2 separate regions of the Sus scrofa genome follow, and region 1 is linked to region 2. Evidence: chromatin contacts called from public HiChIP or PLAC-seq data. All regions are on one chromosome and are shown on one strand. The core of a region is the stretch at or near the end of the contact, and the rest is flanking DNA. Distances in the headings are between cores, read along the strand shown.

Evidence for each region. HiChIP or PLAC-seq counts read pairs in DNA pulled down with a chosen protein or histone mark.
Region 1: a contact with region 2 is called in an H3K27ac HiChIP or PLAC-seq map of alveolar macrophages. The contact joins the promoter of BRF2 here to the promoter of DDHD2 in region 2. A contact is called at or near these places in 1 of 47 Hi-C or Micro-C datasets (subcutaneous adipose tissue) and 1 of 2 datasets of contacts at active chromatin or transcription factors (alveolar macrophages).

Annotation. Positions count from the first base shown.
Region 1 is chr15:48,566,688-48,569,712 of Sscrofa11.1, reverse strand. It overlaps BRF2 (transcription factor IIIB 50 kDa subunit), which reads right to left and starts at 1,506. Exons shown (of 4, transcript XM_003133367.6): 1 at 1,214-1,506; 2 at 483-542. The coding sequence starts at 1,367.
Region 2 is chr15:48,291,012-48,294,245 of Sscrofa11.1, reverse strand. It overlaps DDHD2 (phospholipase DDHD2), which reads left to right and starts at 1,845. Exons shown (of 16, transcript XR_002339364.1): 1 at 1,845-2,110.

The DNA.
Region 1 (3,025 bases), core at 257-2,756, 280 kb before region 2:
GCGACACTTAGTGAGGACATTTGGGAGGCACAAAGTCACTTATAGAAAGAAGTCACATTTCAGTGCCCCATCTTTTGGAGGCTGGTTTGATTTGTGGCCAAGCCAAAGTTTGCATCTGAGCTCCTTAGTCTACCTCAAACAAATCCCCAAGCAAACCTGAATCTTCCACCTAATTGCTACCTCTCTTAGAACCATCTCCTCGCTCCCTTCCTTTCTTTTTTTTTGCCATGCCCGTGACATGTGGAAGTTCCTGGGCCAGGGATCGAACCCATGCGACAGCAGCAACCCAAGTCATAGCAGGACAACACCAGATCCTTAACCAACTGAGCCACCAGGAAACCCTATCATCCTTTATTTTTAATTACCATTCTCTTCAACTCAGCCTTACACAGTAATGCTGAAAACAGGAAAGATAAGTAGATGGGCTGGACCATCAGGAGAGTTTTCTTTAAAGCACTATGTCATAAAAGGTTTATTCTCACCTCGTTGCTGGCTGCGACTAACTTGTTCATTTTCCCCTGTGCTTCGGGAATATGTTACTTCTGTAAGATAATGGGCAACAAATAGCTTGTTTAGCCTCCACGTGCCACACCCTTGCCCTCCCACCACACAAAACCCAGGAGCCAAACCAGGACGCATCCACTTCTTGTCCCATCTTTGCACATTAAAGGTCCATCTGATTTTCTATGACCACAAACAGTACCCAATACAAAGAAATTTAGGAAGATTAGGACTGCACTAAAGCAGCTCCAAGTGTTCCAGCCATCTCTCTTGTACATCCAATTCAGGCAATTTTCCTGACTGAATATTCTGAGGGTTGCATTGGTCACAGACTTGAAGAGCAGAGAGGGAAGAAAAAAAAAAAAAAAAAAAGATGCTTTTGCCAATTAGTGCTCAAAACTACTTTGCGGTAATAGTATTTTCTGTATTCGTAAAGAATTGATCCGCAATCCTTCCACCATGCCCAGACTAGGTAAATTGAGTGCAGCTTTCTCTCTTGATTTCATTTATTCAGCGTTTATTAATACCAAATACCTTGCTAGAAAAACACAGATAAACCGCAGTCCCTGAGCTTCTACAGCTCACTCGTTCACTTTAGGCCATTTTCTCCCGTGCATGTGACCAGGAAAAGGCAGGAGATAAGAATCTCGACGTCAATCACTCCACTGCCCCCAGGCTGTTATCCATTGCCCTGGAAAAGCCCGCAAGGTACCTCGGAGGTTGCCCTCATCACTGAAGGTGGTCGTAAGGACTCCCTCGGTGACCACACAGCCGCAGTCGGAGCACACCAGCTGGCTCTGCGAATAGTGTGAGTCTTCCACCAGCTCAGTGGAGCCGCAATCGGGGCAGCGGCCTCTTCCCGGCATCTTACAACCCGTCCAGAGCCGAGGAAGCCTTCGGGTAACCGCCCCTAACGTCGACAACAGCAACAGTGTTGCAAACAGGAAGTAGGAGCGGAGCTTTCTAAGGCCTGCACCACCTCCTTCCGGCCAGCGTGACAGCCGTACTATGGGTAGTTCCTCCTCGGCCACGCCCCACTTCCGGTCCTTTCCTCTGAGGACTCGGGTAGAAATGTGAGCCAGGAGACGGGGGTTCCTGCTGGACTGCGTCTTCGGGTTCTCCGCAAACTGTAGTTAGTTTGAGGTGGGCTAGACTAGCAGTTGCATTTGGGTGAGCTTTTTACATGCATGGATACGCATAATATACAAGAAAATTGTTGCCATCCACAAAGAACTCTTTTTTCTAAAGCGCTAGGGGAATCGTAGATGCTCCATTTCCCTTTGGTAAGGAACGTTGATTTGGGCCATGGTACAAAGTTTGTGTCTAAAAGGGAGAGTGGTCTAGTGAGAGGGCAGGGAACTGTGTTCCTTCCAGAGCGCCTTCACCTCGAGCCAGTTGTCTCTTCTCTTTGCAGTCCATTTTTCTCAACTGTGGAATAAAGGAGTTGAATTAAAATCCAGAGTGGCACCCTCAAATGCCTTCAGAGGCTAGGCAAAGAATGTCTAAAGGAGTTGGAGAGAAAGAATATGGGGTGGTGAGGCCTTTGGCAATCTGGAGGGTTCAAGCAGATGCGGATGTTTTTAAAACCTTGAGCTTTAAGATGCTCCAAGATTCTAGCTCCAAAGTTCCTAGCATGGTATATAGCACAGATCAAAGAATCTTGAGGAAAACTGTGCCGCTAGCAGTGTTATAGAAACCAAGCTTACCAATTAGAGATTTTGTATGTCATGTTTGAGCATAAATTAAAAGTCATCAAAGAGGTATTTTCTTTTTCTTTCTTTCTTTCTTTCTTTCTTTCTTTCTTTCTTTCTTTCTTTCTTTCTTTCTTTCTTCCTTCCTTCCTTCCTTCTTCCTTCCTTCCTTCCTTCCTTCCTTCCTTCCTTTTGTCTTTTTATGGTCCTACTCACAGCATATGGAAGTTCCCAGGCTAGGGGTTGAATTGGAGCTGTAGCTGCTGGCTTACACCACAGCAACACCAAACCCGAGCTGCCTCTGCAACCTATACCATAGCTCAAGGCAACACCAGATCCTTAACCCATTGAACAAGGCCAGGGATTGAACCTGCGTCCCCATGGATACTAGTCAGGTTTGTTACCACTGAGCCACAGTGGGAACTCCCAAACTATTACATTTAGAATGGATAAGCAATGAGGTCCTGCTGTATAGCTCAGGGACTTATATCCAATCACTTGTGATAGAACATGATAGAAGATAATATGAGAAAAAGAATGTGTATGCATGTATAACTGGGTCACTTTGCTGTACAGCAGAAATTGACAGAACATTGCAAGTCAACTATAATTAAAATGTTTTTAAATAAATAAATATCCGACTGCAGCAGCTTGAGTCGCTGAAGAGGTGCAGGTTCAATTTCTGGCCTAGTGAGTGGGTTAAATGGCTCGGTATTACACAGCTATGGCATAAGTCCCAGTTGTGGTTCAGATTCAGTCCCTGGCCCAGGAACTTCCACATGCTGCAGGTGCAGCCATAAAATTTTAAAAATACAAATAAAAATAAAAACCAA
Region 2 (3,234 bases), core at 596-3,095:
GTATCTAGAATATAATAAGAGCTCAGTAAAAGCTGGCTACCATTTTTAGTTATATTAGCAAGGCATCTGAATCAGATGCCTAGAGACTGAGACACAGCCCTGGCTTCCTTCATCCTCCTGGAGAAAACAGGATCTATTCAGGCGTTATAAATTTTAGAAGGCCTATATACACTTGTGGGTAATTGTGTGTGGTTTTTATTTTTATTTTATTTTTTGTCTTTTTACCTTTTCTAGGGGCACACCTTCGGCATATGGAGGTTCCCAGGCTAGGGGTCTAATCAGAGCTGTTGCTGCCAGCCTACGCCACGGCCACAGCAACGCCAGATCCAAGCCGAGTCTGTGACCTACACCACAACTCATGGCAATGCCGGATCCTTAACCCACTGAGTGAGGCCAGGGATCGAACCTGCAACCCCATGGTTCCTAGTCAGATTCGTTTCTGCTGCACCACGACAGGATCTCCTGTGTGTGGTTTTTAAACGGTGAAAGAATTAAGGTGTTAGAAAAATTCCTTTAGTTTCCTTTTTCTCAGCTTTTGCAGAAATAAAACTTCCATTTTCAGCATTCCGTGAACCCCGCCCTGTAATATAGTTAGAAAATAGGGAAGCATTTTATTGCATGCCCTAAAGGAATTGAGGCCTTCCAGAAAACTGTATACTCAGGAGAGCTGGGCAGGTCTACCAATCAGGAAATTCATTTAAACTCTTCAGTTATGTTATTTCTTTTTTTCTTCTTAGGGTGGCACCCGTGACATATGGAAGTTCCCAGGCTAGGGGTCTAATACGAGCTACAGCTGCCGGCCTACGCCACAGCCACAACAACGCAGGATCCCAGCAGAGTCTGTGACCTATACCACAGCTCACCCCAACGCGGGATCCTTAACCCACTGAGCGAGCCCACTGATCGAAACCGCATCCTCATGGATCCTAGTCAGGTTCGTTAACCGCTGAGCCACTACGGGAACTCCCCAGTTATCTTATTTGGACAAAAGTATTTCCTCCTGGGGAGTTCCCGTCGTGGCGCAGTGGTTAACGAATCCGACTAGGAACCATGAGGTTGCGGGTTCGGTCCCTGCCCCTGCTCAGTGGGTTAACGATCCGGCGTTGCCGTGAGCTGTGGTGTAGGTTGCAGACATGGCTCGGATCCCGCGTTGCTGTGGCTCTGGCGTAGGCCGGTGGCTACAGTTCCGATTCGACCCCTAGCCTGGGAACCTCCATATGCCGCGGGAGCGGCCCAAAGAAATAGCAAAAAGACAAAAAAAAAAAAAAAAAAAAAAAAAAGTATTTCCTCCTAAACCGCCCTTGCGGCTTTTAAATCCTGCCAAGCTCACCGCTACATCTTCCAGAGATAAATCTTTTTGGCAGCCTCTAAATCTTAATAAACGCAAAGGGGAAGGGGCAAAGCCCCAGTGACAAGACACTTTTTCTTTGCAAATGCCAATGTCCTCAGCACCCTGAAGTGGAGGTCTGGCAGGATGGAGCTGTTGCTAGCGCCCCGGCCTACTTCTCATCAGGGGTTGTGACATCCCCGTGTCCTCGCACTATCCCGCCCATTAGTAGGGTTAGCCAGGGTACCACAGACTCAGGGGGTCTGTTTCCTCATCTACTAGGTGAGGAGGCTGGGCTGGTCATCTTGAAGAAGATTGCCTTCATCGAAATTATGCTCCCCACCTATAATGTCTCATTCCCCATCCCTGCCTTACAAAGACCTCCGTCCTCGCGGAGTCCCCGTGCATTGGCTGCAGGTGGAGGGCACGCTGCACGCACCACCCGCGTGCCCAGTGCTCCGGCCGCCTGCCCTCTAGGAGGACCAGATCTCGCGCGATTCCCTCCACCTCTCGCGACACTTCCCGCCAGTTCCCCTGCGGGCCTCCACGCCCCACCCGCCGCCGCCTCGACCGGGAGCTACATGTCACTTCACCTTTGCTTTTAGTAGCCCTGCAGGAGCGCTCGCACGCTGGGAGCGCGGTGGAGCTCAGAGTTGGGCGCGAGCCCGGCGGGGCCGCAGGCTCCGCCCTGCCCCGCCCGGGCTCGGGGGAAGGCCTCCGCAGGGACATGTCCTGCCCCCTTCGGCGAGGGCAGGAAAGAGTGAAAGGCTGCGGAGCTGTTAGGTGAGTCCGTGGCAGCGCGTTAGGGGCGGCGGCCTGGCCAAGGGCTCAGACCCAGGTGCGTGTTGGAGGCACTGCAGGATGGAGGTGCCAGCAGCGGAGGAGGACGCGCTGCCCAAGGCGGGGAAGGGGGCTGGGAGGACCAGTCCCGGCGGGGTGAGGTGACCTCGACTCCAGGGGCACGACAGGCCGCCTTTTGTATCCACTGCGCCCGAAGGCAAAGAGAAATTACTTCGTTTGCAATCGAGGCTCCAGCCCTCCTTGCGGGGCTTGGAGGAGGGAGGGGGAGACGCGTTCTCAAGCTCCGAGGTCCCTGATCTGGGCTGCATGAGGCCAGGGGCCACGGGGAAAAAGGAGCACGCAAGGTAGAGAAGGTAAATTCATGCTGGGAAAAAAGATAAAGTAGCGGAAGCCTGGAGAGCGTCCGCTCAAGAGGCCGTGTGTTTGCGGTCCAGCTGCGCAGGCTGCGGAGATAGCAACTATCTTGTCCACTCTCCTAGTGGGGAGGCTGGGTTTACTTTTGATGTCTGCAGTGTTAGTGTCTGCCGAGTGGTCAGAGTGTTGAAAGGATAGAAACACACAGGTCAGAGTCTTCCTTGAGGGAAGGAAGCTGTTGAGGTCACTTGTTACTTTTCATCTGGGACTTGGACGGTGGGAGTGGGTCAGTGCATGCGCGCAGGGGCCCCAAGCAAGCGTTTGTGATTTCAGAATTTGTAAGGTAGTTCCTATTTAAGCACTCTACAAGAACCAGTTCTTAAGTGGATAGTTTTATTTTCGGTATTGTAAGATTTGAGTAGTCATGTAAATATGTAATGACAGGGGCCTGGAGCCTAAAACCAGGTGTTAAGACTTTGTTAGAGTAAATTTTTTTGCCTCTGACAGTAGACTTAGATTTGAAATTGGGGTAAAGTGGGGTTTTTTTGTTGGTGGTGGTTTGTTTTTTTGCAATCAAGAGTTTGATCAGGTGTTTCTTGTGATTCTGGTTTTGTTTAATTAAAACCATGTAGTTTTCTGAGAGAACTGGGAAATCACTACAGAGTGGTTGGTCTAACAATAAGAAGCATTTTGTTTAAAACCTCTCCCCTAAAAAAAAAAAAAAAAATCCAGCTGTTATTTCTGTTATGTTA